Linked DNA regions of Sus scrofa: regions 2 and 3 are each linked to region 1. A link is a contact called in public targeted proximity ligation data. All regions are on one chromosome and are shown on one strand. The core of a region is the stretch at or near the end of the contact, and the rest is flanking DNA. Distances in the headings are between cores, read along the strand shown.

Region 1 (4,961 bases), core at 2,050-4,549:
TTTAATGCAAGGGAAGGACGCAATAGTTCTTCACCTCCCCAGCAGGCTGACATTTTTCTAAGAATGACTTTCAAGGTTTTCATGAATCTATATACATTTTTACAAATGCATTTTTATCCAGGCCAAGCATTGAATGGGGACCTGTAACGACAGGTAGAATGAGCAACCTAGTTGTCTGTCTGTAACCCTTTAAGTAACAGCCTAAGCCTGGGACTGCTTCTGGGTAAATTCTTAAAAATGTAAGATTCAAGATCTCAGAGTACACCATGAAAATGTGGGAGTTTTTTTTGTTTGTTTGTCTTGCTTTTCGTCTTCTCTAGGGCCACACCCACAACATATGGAGGTTCCCAGGCTAGGGTTGTAATCAGAGTTGTAGCCGCCGGCCTACACCACAGCCACAGCAACGCTGGATTCTTAACCCACTGAGCAAGGCCAGGGATCGAACCTGAAACCTCATGGTTTCTTGTTGGATTCGTTAACCACTGAGCCACGATGGGAACTCCTGAAAATGTGGTTTTTTAATGGGATATTTTTATTAAACTATAGTAGTTGATTACGAATTACGATATTGATTAAATTCAAGTGCATAATCCATATGTCAGTCATCTTCTGCTTTATCCCAAATCGTGGCCCATGGACCTCCTTCATTAGGGTTACCTGGGGTTTCTTAATAAAATGCTGAATTCTGGGACCCAGTCCAGCCCAAGCCTCCCCTCCTCCCCCACCCGCCACCCCCACCTGGCACCAAGTGATTTATTTAAACACAGTAAAACTGAGATCCATTGGTCCAGAAGCTAACTTTGATGAATAGAAAAAAAAAAAAAAAAGATAAGGGATAATTAAGTGCCTAGAGATTCCTGGCATTCAGATAGGTGCTAACCTATAATATAAATGATGGACTCTATTCATCACATTTGAATCTTGCCCAATGGGTGGTACCTAGCATTCCATTTAAATAGCCGGGTAAAGCCACTTGTCAGAATTTTAAATAGGCAATGTGAATTGTTAACATGCTTCCCTTCTGAAGGGACATTTTTAAGGTAGAGGCTTTTTTCTGAAGATGAATTTCCAATGTTCTTTCCATGTGTTCCTTCTTTATGCCCCCAGAACACTCAGCCCTGGCTTTTCTTGGTACTTCTGCAGAGTGCCACAAAATCAAGGACTTACTGCTTTTATGCCAGCACTTCAGAACTGGGCTCTTCTCCCACAGCCATTCCATTGCCACGGCCAAAGCAGCCGTCACACCTGCGATGCTGATCTGAGCGGGTGCCCAGAGGACAGCCTGTCCTGATTGAAAGCAGGCCCTGTAGGTTCTGCTGCACACTGACTGAGCAAGATCCAGAAGCTTCCAAAAGTCAGGCAGGCCCTGGGAGTTCCTAACCCCTCACCCTGCAATCTTTTAACCAACTGGCCCACCAGCTCAGTGGCCAATCCCAGCGTTTTCAACTGGGCATCTCCCCATCTCCCTGGGAGACAGAAAGCTCTGTGGACATACTGATGATCCAGAATCCGTTTAGAATAAATTGAGCATGGGGCAGAGGAAGGGGACGGGGTGGTAGGGGTGGGGCGGGGATGACAAAAATAACCAGCCGTGCTTGGGAATTTGTTCCTTGTGTGGTAGGCTTGGGTCCTTTGCTTCTCTGATCCTGCAGAGTGCCACAAAATCAAGGCAATCAAGGAAATGACCGGAAACTTCTCTCCACGGGTACCACACATGCACCCACCCACATATGCGTGTACACACATGCACACACACTGGCAAGAGCTAAAGGTGCGAAGAGGCAGCTCTCGGCTGTCCAGTCATTGGGCATTTCATTACTCCCTAGAAATGAGGAGGAAATAGGTTGCCTGCTAAAAACGAAGCCCAGAACCTGGAGTGACCTTAGGTGACCCCTTTACTCAGGACCCATAGAAGCCTTGAGAACGTGAATACGTGCTTGTGTTGAGGTTATCTCGATCTCTGGGGGGCCAGGATCCCCCCGTGGACAGCCGGTTGACATTATTGTTTTGACTTTTATCATTTGCACAATTCCCATGGACCCACTTTGAGCCCCCGCCCCTGTTGCCTCCCCATGTGGAGTGCCTTCCCTCTCCCTATCTGAACCCTACCCCCCCTCCTCACGGCTCACCCCCATGCTGTCTTCCCAGGACACCAGAGGCCCCCCTGACCTCCCGCAGCTCCAAGAGGGCCCATCAGTCATCTGCCTCATGTCACTCTGTGCAGATGGCCCTTAGATTCCCAACGAGGTTTCCGTGGCAGGTGCCCCACCTCATGTCCTCGGTTATCCGCCCACTCCTTGGCACCATGTCGAGCCTCCGTGGGTACTGCTGGCTCAATGCCTGCGACTCATTAGCATGGGGCTGGGACACGGAAATAATCTTGCAAAAAACCCCAACTGGGTAAGACAATAGGCTTTGTGACCCTAGATACTACCTGAAAGATGAGAAACGGGCGTTGGCAAAACCAACCCAGTCGGATTATTCTGTCCTTCTGCACCTAAAAGAATGAGAGGTGAAAGCAAAATGAAAGTCCTGGTGACATCAGCCTTGGCAGTCCCTAATGGAAAGTGGCCCTGCCAGGCCCTGCTCTCTTGTTCAATCCGGGAACGCTTTCCATTAATGCTATTAAACCGGCACAGCGGTCAGAGGCAGAGCTGGCCTGGCCGCCTGTGCTCAGTTCCAACTGCTGAATCATCTCCATCTCGTTTGCCCTTCCTAGTACCTTGAAGACGTAGAAGAAGCAGAGGAGGGGGGAGAAGCACGGAGGACTATCAACTTCAGCACATCCTTAATAGGAAGCAGTTTGGCCGGTCCCTTCCCTGCCTGGGAACTCTTTCCATTAAAAACATTTCTCTACCACAGCTGTATTTTAGACTTATCATTGTAGCCTCTGCCCAAAGGAAAATTCTCTCCACCCGCAACCACGTACAGAGGGCGATTTCCTTCTAAGGGTGGAAAGACACTCTTTTCAGCATACGGCAGGATGGCTTGACCTCAGCCAAGAAACCCAGTAACATCCTGACCTTCTGAAACAGACGGGAGGGTCAGAGGAGGCTTTTGTTGCTGCTCGCAGGACTCAGCTCCACCCAAAGGTACACAAAAACCCCAGAACTGAAGACGGATGAAGACACCAAGGAGGCAATGAAAGTCAGACATAACCAAAAGGAGCAAAGGAAATCTCCGAGCTGGAAAATTAGAGCCAAAGAAATTCTATTATTAGGACAAGCTCAGCGACCTCTGTTCTCAAGCCTGTTTGGGGCGGGGGGCGGTTTGCAAAGAGGGCTACACTGCCCTCTATTGGGGGCCTATCAGCACGCAGCTAAAGGGCTTCTCATTCAAGGTCTTGATTGATGAGCCCCCCACCCCACAACTTAGGAGCTATAATTAGCTGAACAAAAGCAAAACAAAACAGAAACTGAGACCACAGACATCAGGTAACTTGCCCAAGGTCATGCACCTGAGTCGCGGCACAGGCGAGGATGCTAAAGCAGGGACAAATGACTTCAAGAATCATTTTCCTGCCATTTATCTTTATAGATAATCTTTCCATCTTGGACTCAGATAACCTTCAAACTTGAGAATCTGCCAGTGCTCTCTCTGGTCTGGTGGTTCTCGAAGGTCACTGTGTATTAGAATCACCCGGAGACGCGCATTAACTTGCCAAGAACTCAAGCCCCATGGCCAGAAATTCTGATTATAATTGACTTGGGGTAGATCCTGGCTTGAGCAGATTTTGTGAGTTCTCCAGGTGATTCTCAGGTGTAGCCAGCACTGAGAATTTCTGCTCTAGCTGCAGAAGAGATGGAGAAAAAAACGGGGGTTCTTTCAAATCCAGGACATAATACTTAAGAGAAAGAAAGTTTAGGGAGTTCCCTTCATGGCTCAATGGTTAGCAAATCCGACTAGGATCCATGAGGATGCGGGTTGGATCCCTGGCCTGGGTTCGGGATCCTGCGTTGCCATAAGCTGTGGTGTAGGTCACAGACACGGCTCTGGTCCCTCGTGTCTACAGCATAGGCCAGCGGCTGTAGCTCCAATTCAACCCCTGGTCTGGGAACTTCTATATGCCGCAGGTGCAGCCCTGAAAAAACAAAAAAAAACAAAAAAAGAAAGCAAGAAAGGAAATCACGTTTTAAGGAAGTGAGCTCCCTAGAGGAATGTGACAGTTATGCTGTGTGACATTGTGAACAACAGTGTCCAAAGAATGCCACATCCTAATCCCTGGAAACCATAAATGTGGTACCTCTCATGGAAAAGGGGACTTTACCACTGTGATTACGCTAAAGATCTTGCAGGAGAAAGATTATCCTGAATTATCTGGGTGGCCTCGATATAACCACGAGGGTCCCATAAGAAAGGCAGGGGAGTCAGGGTAAGAGGAGGAGATGTGATGCCAGGAGCTGAGGTTGGAGGGTGTGAGGAAGGGATCCATGGATGTGGATCCTACATCCAAGGATGTGGCAGCTCTTAGCAATACCTTGACTTTAGCCCAGCAAGACTGGTTTTGGACTTGTGTCCTCCAGATCTGTAAGAATAAACAAATTTGTATGGTTTTAAGCCCGTAGGTTATGGTCGTATATTCCCATAACTACAGGAACTAATACAGATATTGTGTACCTTATTTCACTTCTCAGAGACTCTTTGCCCACATCTAAAATAGTGTCGTCTTACTTCAGTAGAGCAGTTTTGAGGATTAAATGCTTTAATTAGAAACAAAATGCTTAAAACGGCAGCTTGATAAACAGGGCTTACTATGGATAGAGGTCTCGTGGGGCAGGAAGTGATGTGAAAAAAGAGAGACTTCCAGCTGTGCCCAGATACATTTCTATGGGACAAGGGATTGAGGCAAATAGAACAAAATTAGCGGAGACTGGTACGAAAGAGCAGCTGCAGCAGGATTTCTCAGCCTGCCGGCCTTTGGGAAGATTTTGCACCTGTCTCTTCTGAACATCCCGTCATAT
Region 2 (4,921 bases), core at 2,306-4,805, 150 kb before region 1:
CCTTAGGTGAGTTTATCAACTGCTCTTGTGAACAAGATCTTATCTGGTCCTAACCCCCCCTGTGAGGCCACTTTACAAGCAAGAACCAGAACTCAGAGAGGCTGGGAATATGCTGAAAGCCACATAGCCACAAGCTGCTCTTCTGTTTCTGACTCTGAATCCTGGCTTTTTTGGTTACTCTGCTTCACCAAGACCTGAGAGTCCATTTGAAGTCAAGGGCTGGTTATTGGGGGCACACTATGCTTGTGAAACCAGACTCTGTCTTTAAATTTTGATATTCTGTTTATCATGATTTTTTTTTTTTTTTGCTTTTTGTGGTTACACCTCTGCATGTGTCAGTTCCCAGGCTAGGGGTCGAATCAGAGCTGCAGCTGCCGGCCCACGCCACAGCCACAGCCACGCAAGCTTTGAGCTGCGTTTGCAACCTATACCACAGCTCATGGAAACGCTGGATTCTTAACCCACTGAGTGAGCCCAAGGATCGAATCTGCATCCTCATCGGTATAGTCGGATTCGTAACCTGCTGAGCCACAACAGGAATCCTGTGCATCATGAATTTCTGACATTAATTTTGATTTTTTAAAGTATTGAATTCAAATGTTATTTATATTATTTATTTGATGGATGGGTTTATTCAATACCTTAAATTTTACACCAGAGGTGATGCCTTACCCTCCTCACCCTTGTCCCAGACCTACCTGTCTTTACCTGCCGTAGTTGCCTCCTTTATCCACAGTTTTGCTTTCCATGGTTTTAGTTACCTGACAGTTAACCTCAGTCAGGAAATAGTAAATGGAAAATCCCAGAAATAAACAATTCGTGAACTTTAAATCACACACCATTTTGAGTCACACGATGAAACCTCATGTTGTCCAGCTCCTCCTACCCAGGATGCATTTGTCTAGCACATCCCACCTTTCGTCGCTTGGTAGGTATCTGAGTTACCAGATCACTGTCATAGTATCGCAGTGCTTGTGTTCAAGTAACCATTTTTTGAAATGCCAGGTCCATAACCCACTGAGTGACAAGTAACCTTTATTTTACTTAATAATGGCCCCAAAGCACAAGAGTAGTGATGCTGGGAGTTAACCATGCTTAATTTGTAAATGAAACTTTATCCTAGGTATTTATGTCTGGAAGAAATGTAGTTATCTATAGTATATATATATATATAGTACTAGCCATGGTTTCAGGCATCCCCTGGGGAGTCTTGGAATGTATTCCGCACAGAGAAGAGGGAACCACTGAACCAGAATTACACTGTTGGCTTCTAACGAGGTGGCATGTGCAAGGGGGTTTTACAACAGTGCCGACTGGCCGCCTTTTCTGAATCATCTCCGTTAGTTTGGTTCATAGAGTCTCACTTCCCCAGGTCCCTTCTGGGAACCCTATCTGATCAGAATAATTCTGTAGGTGAGATCCTGGGTCTGTGCAGGGACAGAGATGCCTCAGAAAGAGGACACTTGCTTTCGCCCATGGGGCCCCTGCTGTTAGCTGACGTCCAGTGCTTTGAGCTGCTTAGAACAATGAAGTCTTTTTCTAGGAAGGGACTATTTGGGAATAACTTCCATGGATACCTCCTCACACACCCCTCCAACTCCTTCCTTTGGCTGTTCGCCTTTAGGGAAATAGAAGGAACAGCTTGATGGGGGTTTTTCCTAGAAAAGCCCTTCGATGGGCTCATTGTGAAAAAGGAGCTGTTTTTTTTTTTTTTTCTTTGATTAATCACAGTGTCCTGTTTCCCAAAGCAAATGTGGCCTTGGATCGTCCAATAAACACAGTCCCAAGGGAAGGGCCACTGCCGCCTGGAGCTTGACAAAGACCCCAAGACTTGTCAGGGGGTGGAGGGAAGCATACACAGCCCTGTCCTCAAGGACTCAGGTCTTTGTTTTTTAACCACTGAGGTTGCTCAGGTTACCCATTTCCTTTGTGTTTTTCTGCCAGTGTGAATAAGAGAAATAGTAGCTTTTAAAGATTTCTTTACAGTTCCTTGAAAGCGGGCTGGATGAAGTCAGCCAGAGAATTATATAACCTCAAAGCTCATTTAAAGCAACAGTGTCTTTCTATAGGGCTGTGGCGTTTCAGTTAACAGTTTTCATTACAAATTATAAAGAAAAGAGATACTAATTTTATGAAGAAAATAGAGAGACCCTCCCCATTCTTACTTTCTGTTCTTTCCCTGGAGGGATGCAATTCTTACTGGGTTGATTTAAAAAAAAAAGATAAGGAGTTCCCGTCGTGGCGCAGTGGTTAATGAATCTGACTAGGAACCATGAGGTTGCGGGTTCGGTCCCTGCCTCATCTCAGTGGGTTAAGGATCCGGCATTGCCGTGAGCTGTGGTGTAGGTTGCAGACGAGGCTTGGATCCCGCGTTGCTGTGGCTCTGGCATAGGCCAGTGGCTACAGCTCTGATTCGACCCCTAGCCTGGGAACCTCCATATGCCGCGGGAGTGGCCCAAAGAAATAGCAAAAAAAAAAAAAAAGATAGAAAGATACAAAACCTCTTTCAAGAAAGGCAATCTCATGTTAACCTCAGGCAGTCATAGCATACTTAATCTTGTTTGAATACAGAAGAAAAAAATAGTAAAGAGAAAAGCTTTCGAAAGCATTTGTTTGTTTTAATTTAAGAGTCGTGGGAATTTTATAAATATTCAGCTGTTTTCTCCTTCAAAGGGAGCCGAGCCTTTGAGGTAGGGAAGGATTCAAGCATCAGATAATCTGCTGTGACACTGTCTTCTGTGATGCTTTAGTACCTCTCAAAGTGCAAACCATGCATTACTTCGATTGCTCTCCACACTCCCTGACTTGTTTTTTTCTTTCTTTCCATTTTAGAGATAAGAAAACGGAGGCCTGAGGATTCTGTGACTTGCCTGGCATCCCACAGCTCACCTGGAGGCCAGATTCTGAGATTCTGTCACTGGTGCCACCTCAGAAGGCCCCCTTGTCCTTTCTTCTACACCAGTGGTTCTCAACTAAGGGCGACTTTGCCTTCCAGGGGACATTTGGCCGTGTCTAGAGGTATTTTGGGGTTGTCACAACTGGGGGGGGTGGGGCGGGGCACAGGTGGAGGTGCCTCTGGCATCCAGTGGGCGCGGAGGCCGAGGATGCTGCGAAGCATCCCGTGGTGCACAGTGGGCTCCCCCAGGAAGTATCCAGCCCCAAATGTCAATGGCACAGTGGCTGAGAAGCCGTGGTCCCTCCCGTGCCCCGCATCACAGGGAAACTCCAACCTTCAGGAGTTGCCGGCGGTCCTCTGCCCACTGCCAGGCTTGGCCTCTCTCCCCTGGCTGCCACAAGAGTTAGAGCCACTGTCTAGAATGCCCTTTGGCAGTGGCCAAGTGTCCCCTGCAGCGTTTCCTGCGGGACATGCCATGCATCCACCAGAGCTGATGTGCAGTATAATTTATAGTCACGGGGCGCCTGTCTTCATTCAGCAGCAAGCCCGCTGGCAGCCGCCCTGCCAGGAAGAAATTGAGTTCCGCAGAGGCCCGCAGCCCCCGCCAGCTGACAGCCCATGGTGTGTGGGGACGGCTGTTGCTTGGCGGCACCTGGGAACAGGCCGGGTGAGATGGCCTGAGCACGTGGTCTCCCCTTCCGACCGACCCATCCGTCAGCAGCAGCCCCTGCCAGAAGATGGCCTATTGAACATTTCCAGGAATAGCGCTGCCAAGCCTGTCAACTGCTTTCTTGGAAATACACTCAATAAGGATGGCGGGCCTCCAGCAGGGAGAGCAGAAAGCCCGGCCTGGACCGAGCTGCTCGGCAACGGCCGCGCCTGCCTGCGGGCCCGGGTCAGCACCTCGGGGAAGGGGAGCCGCGCGCCCTGGCCTTTGGAGCCCAGCAGCTTCTGGAGGCATTTAAAAAGATTCTCAGTGTGGACGGGAAGTGGTCACGCCTTTTGGAAGGTCAGGCCCTGCTGACTTCATGCAGCTCTGTGACCTTTCCTCGCTGGCTGTGTTTATTTAGACACCAGCAGCCAGGAAGGCCATCAGGCCTGGAGGCCAGGTATTAACTAGGTATTAACTGTCAGCAGGGACCGACCTCAGCGTCATCTGGGGAGGCTCGCTGTCACTCCCTCCCTTACAAGCTTCACTCCTAAATAGAGCCAAAAGAGCATGAGAAAGGCGGAGTGTGTTTTGTCAGCCCCCTACCCTGCACCATTGTGACCCCATTGCTGAGAAGATGTAGCAAACAAGAGGCAAAGATGTGAGAAGGAAAGTAAAATACTGTAATTCACCATCCACCCCCCCGCCCCAGTAACCTTTTCCCTCAGAGGCCTGACATTCCTGTTGAAATTTGATCACCTGGGACCTTCTGCTCTGGGAGGTACAGCCTCTCCAAGGTCTGGGGTGCCCAGGGGTTGCCAGGCTTGGGAATGCCCTAAGAAGGCCACCTGCCTTCAAAGAAAAGCTCCTTGAAGATAGAAGCAACATATAAAAACAAGAGACCCCAAACTCTGCTGTCTGGAGTGTAAGGGTTCAGGGAATATTGGTTCCTCATCTTTTTAAAATAGTAATAGAATTAGAGTTTATCATGGAGTGGTTATAGGACATCTTTTCATTTCTTTCTCTCTCTCTTTGCTTTTTTTTTTTTTTTTTTAAGGCCATACCCGTGGCATATGGAAGTTCCTGGGCTAGGGGTTCAATTGAAGCTACAGCTGCCAGCCTACACCACATCCACAGCAACACTGGATCAGAGTCGTGTCTGTGACCGACACTGCAGCATGTGGCAATGCCAGATTGTTAACCCATTGTGTGAGGCCAGGGATGGAACCTGCATCCTCGTGGATATTAGTTGGTTTCTGAACCCACTGAGCCATAATGGCAACTCCGGACATCTTTTCATTTCTAAAAGCCACTGACTCATCGGGCAAACGTTATTCAAGGCCCACACTGAGACAGAGTTAGTTGGGGGTAGGGCT
Region 3 (4,740 bases), core at 1,991-4,490, 250 kb before region 1:
GTGTATCTGGAGAAAACTATAATTTGAAAAGATGTGTGCCCCTCCGTGTTCATTGCAGCACTGTTTACAATAGGCAAGAAATGGAAACAACCTCAATGTCCATCACCAGATGAATGGATAAAGACGATGGTGTGTGATTATCGTAGTAAGTGAAGTAAGCCACACAGAGAAGGACAGATATCATCTGATGTCGCTTCTATGTGGAACTGAAAAAAAAAAAGATACAAAGGAACTTGTTTACAAAATAGAAATAGACCCACAGACATTGAAAACAAACTAGAGTTACCAAAGGGGAAGGGAGTGGGAGAGGGATAAATTAGAAGGTTGGGGTTAACCTATACCCACTGCCACATGTAAAATAGATGACCAGCAAGTCTAGGGAACTGTGCCCAATATTCCGTAATAGCTGTAAGAGAAAGGAATCTGAGAAGAAATGTATGTGTGTATATCTGAATACACACGCATAAAATCTGAACCACTGTTCTGTACACCCGAAATGAACACAACATCGTAGATCAACTACAATAAGAAAGAGAAAAAAAGTACACGTGGCACATCTTTGGCATTTGATATTAGATACATGGAGTTGATTATAGAACAGAGAGTCCCTGAGTGATTTACTGTCTAATGGGAAAGCCAGTTGGCCAGGCCACCTTGCAGAATGATTAAAGGATGTAAGAATGGATATTCATTCAAGACTGTCAGAAATTAGGTCAGAAATGAAATGAAAACAGGTGGCAAAGATATCATTTTGGTGTAAATTTAAAAATCTGTCCTGATTAATGAAGGGGGTGTTTATTCCTTTTGAATTTACTGGTAAAACATGGAACGTGCTTGCTTTGAAATCCCAAAAACCTCTTCAGGTCCAACTCATTATTAATGTGGTGTGTATTCCTCAAAAGAATAATATTTTCACAAATGTTATTTCTAGCTTCAGTTACATATGGAAACATTGGAATGAATACAACAGGGTATTTTGCTTTGAAAAAAATAACCATATTTGATAATGCATATGCTCCAAACACCTCTTAAAATTTTTGCAGTTGGCAGGTTGTTTCGTTAGCATCTTCTCCTAGAGGGGACATTTTAAAATTTAAATTTGATAAATTTGGTACCTTTGGGAGTAAGGAGGAGAAACTTTGCCAGCTCATATGTGTGGAATATGCTTTAGTATTTATGTAATAATTGAGAATGACTCAAAGTGATTTTCTCTGGCAGACATCAGAAATAAAAATAAAAATTTTTGCCTTCTCCAGAGGGTAGTAGGCTTGAGTCAGCCACTGGTATGCATGACCTATGAGTCACCTGCTGTGATCGCCTTCCTCATCTTTCTGATCCCTGAACTGTGGGCGAGGCGTCAAGGATGCTTCTTGGAGGCATCCTTTTAGCCTTTTTACCCTCCAGGATCCAACCACACTGCTATTGGCAGCTCCTGGGGCAGAGGAAAGGAAGGCCGAGTAATTAGTACGTAGGAGACCTTTGGTGAATACAAGAAAATAGATTTGAAGTCTTGGTAATTCTAGCAGTGTTTATCACTAATGTGAGCCCCTGATAGTGATTTCAAAGGGAATTTTGGCAGAATAGAGATGCTCCACTTCCCAGGTCATTGCCTCAGACATGTGTGTGGTTACCAGCCAGGCAGCTTCTCTGGGCAGCAGAGCAGACAAGAATAAGCACATTTGAGGTCGAGTCCTGTAGGACTTAATTCTTTAGCTGTAGATTCTGTACAGAGGGTTGGTGCTTGTTCTCAATGGCTATGCTCTCCTTCATGAGAATGGCATGATTCTAAGTTCCTGTGGGATATCCAGGTCAGACAGGGCAGGTGAAACATTAGTGTTGGTTGCTTTACAAGGAAGTACTGGGGAGGCAGCAGGGAAGAGCAGGGGTGGGGGTCATAGGCTCACCTGCATTATCTGCCTGGCTTCTGTAGGCAACTGAATGGAGTGAGTTTGGTATAGGGGAAGGACAAATTTGCATAAGAGTAAAACCCCGTGTTTTTAACCGTTGGCAAGTCGTTTCATTTTTGTCAGGTCACTGTCGGAGGCCACACAGGGCTGGCTAAGGGGCCTTCTGCTTTGCACTCTGGTGTACTGTCCGCATTTTAGAGGTGAGAGGTAGGGCTTTGGATTCTGACAAACCTGAATTGGAACCTTAGCTCTTCCTCTAACAGATATGTAAGCTTGTATATCTGTGTTAACCTTCTCAAAGGTTCACGTTTTTTTAATCTGTAGAAATAAGAATGGTAGTATGTCTTTTGTTGGATTTCCTAAAACTAACATGTAGCATGGTACTTAATGCACAGTAGGTGCATTCTAAATGTTAATTATACTACCTTTGCTATGGTGGTAGATCTTTTTCATCTTATCTTGATGGCCAGATGCTCAAAATTTAGAAAAGAATTGGAGACACCAGTGCTTTTTCATAGAGTCTGAAATTTCTTTAACATTTCAGTTGTTTAAAAATAAAGATTTCATGGAGTTCCCTGGTGATTCAGCAGATTAAGGGTCCAGAGTTGTCACTGCTGTGGTGTGGGTTTGATCCTTGGCCTGGGAACTTCTGCATGCCCTGGGTACAGCCAAAAAATAACTTAATAAAAATAAAAGTAGGAGTTCCTGTCGTGGGTCAGTGGTAACAAACCCAACCCTCCTATCTGTGAGGATGCTGGTTCAATCCCTGGCCTCACTCAGTGGGTTAAGGATCCAGTGTTGCCATGAGCTGTGGTGCAGGTTGCAGATGTGGCTGGGATCCTGAGTTGCTTTGGGCTGTGGTGTAAGCTGGCAGCTACAGCTCTAATTCAACCCTGAGCCTGGGAACTTCCATATGCCACGAGTGCGGCCCTAAAAAAGACCAAAAAGTAAAAAATAAATTAAAAAAAAGTAAAAATAAAGTTTTCATCTTTAAGAGACACCGCTTGGAGGGATAAGCTGTCCATTTGCCACTGGACATGGGAAGCAGTAAAATCACATAGAGTGTCAGTTACTCTTGAAAAGCACCCTTGATGATGAGGAAAACACTGAGAGCACATTTCCTCCGTAGGAAAAAGCCTGGTGGATAAAGGCCCTGTTATTCCAGAGTGTGATTGTTCTCAAGGGAAGTGTTTTTTGCAAAGCATTTGCTGCATGCTCTGCTATGTGCAGGGCACTGTGCCAGGGGGATGATAAAAAGATGACTGAGACTTAGTGGAATTGTTGTGTACGAGACTGTCTCGGCGCTTTCGATTACAGTTTGTGCAGAATTGTGTGTAAGTTCTCCTGGAGAGCCTGAGAGAGCCCACGATGCTGCTCTTGCTCAAGATGCCTTTGAAATCTCTCTCTGGAGTTTGCCGTTGGAACCCTTGGCAGATTTTGCTGAAGATATTTTCACTGATGGCACTTATTCTTAGAAGGTGGATTTGATTTCGGGCACTGGCCAAGAACTGTTCATCACGAAGTCTGCCACATAGGGGGCGATCGAACTGGCTCGAGCAGTGTTTGGTTAAAAATAAGCCAGGACTGTAAGTAATATGACAGGTTTCCTTGTCTGTCATGTAAACTGATTATAGAGACGAAGGCAGTTCCCAGAGCGCCGTTCCATAAGTTTTTTGCTCCAAACCGGTATCATTGGAATATATTTATAGCTTCCCAACAGAGTTGCTTTGAAACGAGCAGTGCTCATCTATCCATATGTTATGATGTGTGCCCTTCAAGAGCCTTACCGAGCCTCTCAGTAACCCCAGTTGTTTGTTTATATTTTCCTTGTACTTCTACCAAGCTCCGAGATGTGTTTCTTCTAAGAAAGTGAAACAAGTGAGATCCATTCTAAGAAGGCTTTAAAGGACAGAGGTGTCTGTTTAGACCAAGTTCTCTAAGGTCATCTGAACTGGGAAGGATTGCCTCGTAATTGACAATGATTATTTTACCATGTTTCTTATTTTTTTGTGTCTTTTCTCTTTTAGGGCCGTATCTACTGCATATGGAGGTTCCCAGGCTAGGGGTCTAATCGGAGCTGTAGCCGCCAGCCTACACCACAGCTCACAGCAATGCTGGATCCTTAACCCACCGAGCAAGGCCAGGGATCAAACCTGCATCTTCATGGGTACTAGTCGGGTTTGTTAACCCCCGAGCCATGATGGAAACTCCATACCATGATTTTTGACAAATAAATTGCTTATCTAAGTATTGAACGTTGGTATGGCCTGTTGACCTCATTCATTTATTCCAGAAATATCTTGAGGTCAGCTGTATGCCAGGCATTATCAAGTACTTGTGATGATGTTCGTGATGATACAGACATCTTCACCTCAAGGCAGCCGGATGTGCAAGAGTACAACTTAAGAAGTAGTTATCAAAGCCTTGACCTGAACCTAGGCTCATTGGCTCCAGTTGGTGGTTATGACTGTTACACTGTCTCAGTGGGATAGAGGTTTTCCGCAGCTAGAATAAAATGATAAAGTCCCCCTCAATCCACAGAAAAAGTTAACGGTTTATAGAATTCTCTAGGTTTTAAGTTTTTCTGTTTCAAGTCTTTGTACCCAGGACCACAGTTAACTGATGAACGAACAAGTGGCAAATTAGTGTTAATGACACAAATAAGCATCACGGCATCCTGAGAGTTTAGCCAAATAACATACCAAGCTGTTGCTAATGAAGCTAAGTACTTTGTAGTCAAAAGGCAAAAATAGGAGAATTGGAGTTCCCTGGTGGCTCAGTGGGTTAAGGATCAGTTGTCACTCCTGTGGCTTGGGTCACTGCTCTGGTCGTG

What was found.
Region 2: a targeted proximity ligation map of skeletal muscle shows a contact between it and region 1, with 4 times the contacts expected there. A contact is called at or near these places in 3 of 47 Hi-C or Micro-C datasets (psoas muscle and skeletal muscle) and 1 of 2 datasets of targeted methods (skeletal muscle).
Region 3: a targeted proximity ligation map of skeletal muscle shows a contact between it and region 1. A contact is called at or near these places in 2 of 47 Hi-C or Micro-C datasets (psoas muscle and skeletal muscle) and 1 of 2 datasets of targeted methods (skeletal muscle).

Annotation. Positions count from the first base shown.
Region 1 is chr5:89,115,614-89,120,574 of Sscrofa11.1, reverse strand. No RefSeq gene overlaps it. Among named protein-coding and RNA genes, the nearest start is that of PLXNC1, 62 kb to the right of the region's middle.
Region 2 is chr5:89,265,930-89,270,850 of Sscrofa11.1, reverse strand. It overlaps CRADD (death domain-containing protein CRADD), which reads left to right. Exons shown (of 5, transcript XM_021092769.1): 3 at 2,833-3,018. Among named protein-coding and RNA genes, the nearest start is that of CRADD, 210 kb to the left of the region's middle.
Region 3 is chr5:89,366,736-89,371,475 of Sscrofa11.1, reverse strand. All of the region lies in intron 2 of CRADD (death domain-containing protein CRADD), which reads left to right. Among named protein-coding and RNA genes, the nearest start is that of CRADD, 110 kb to the left of the region's middle.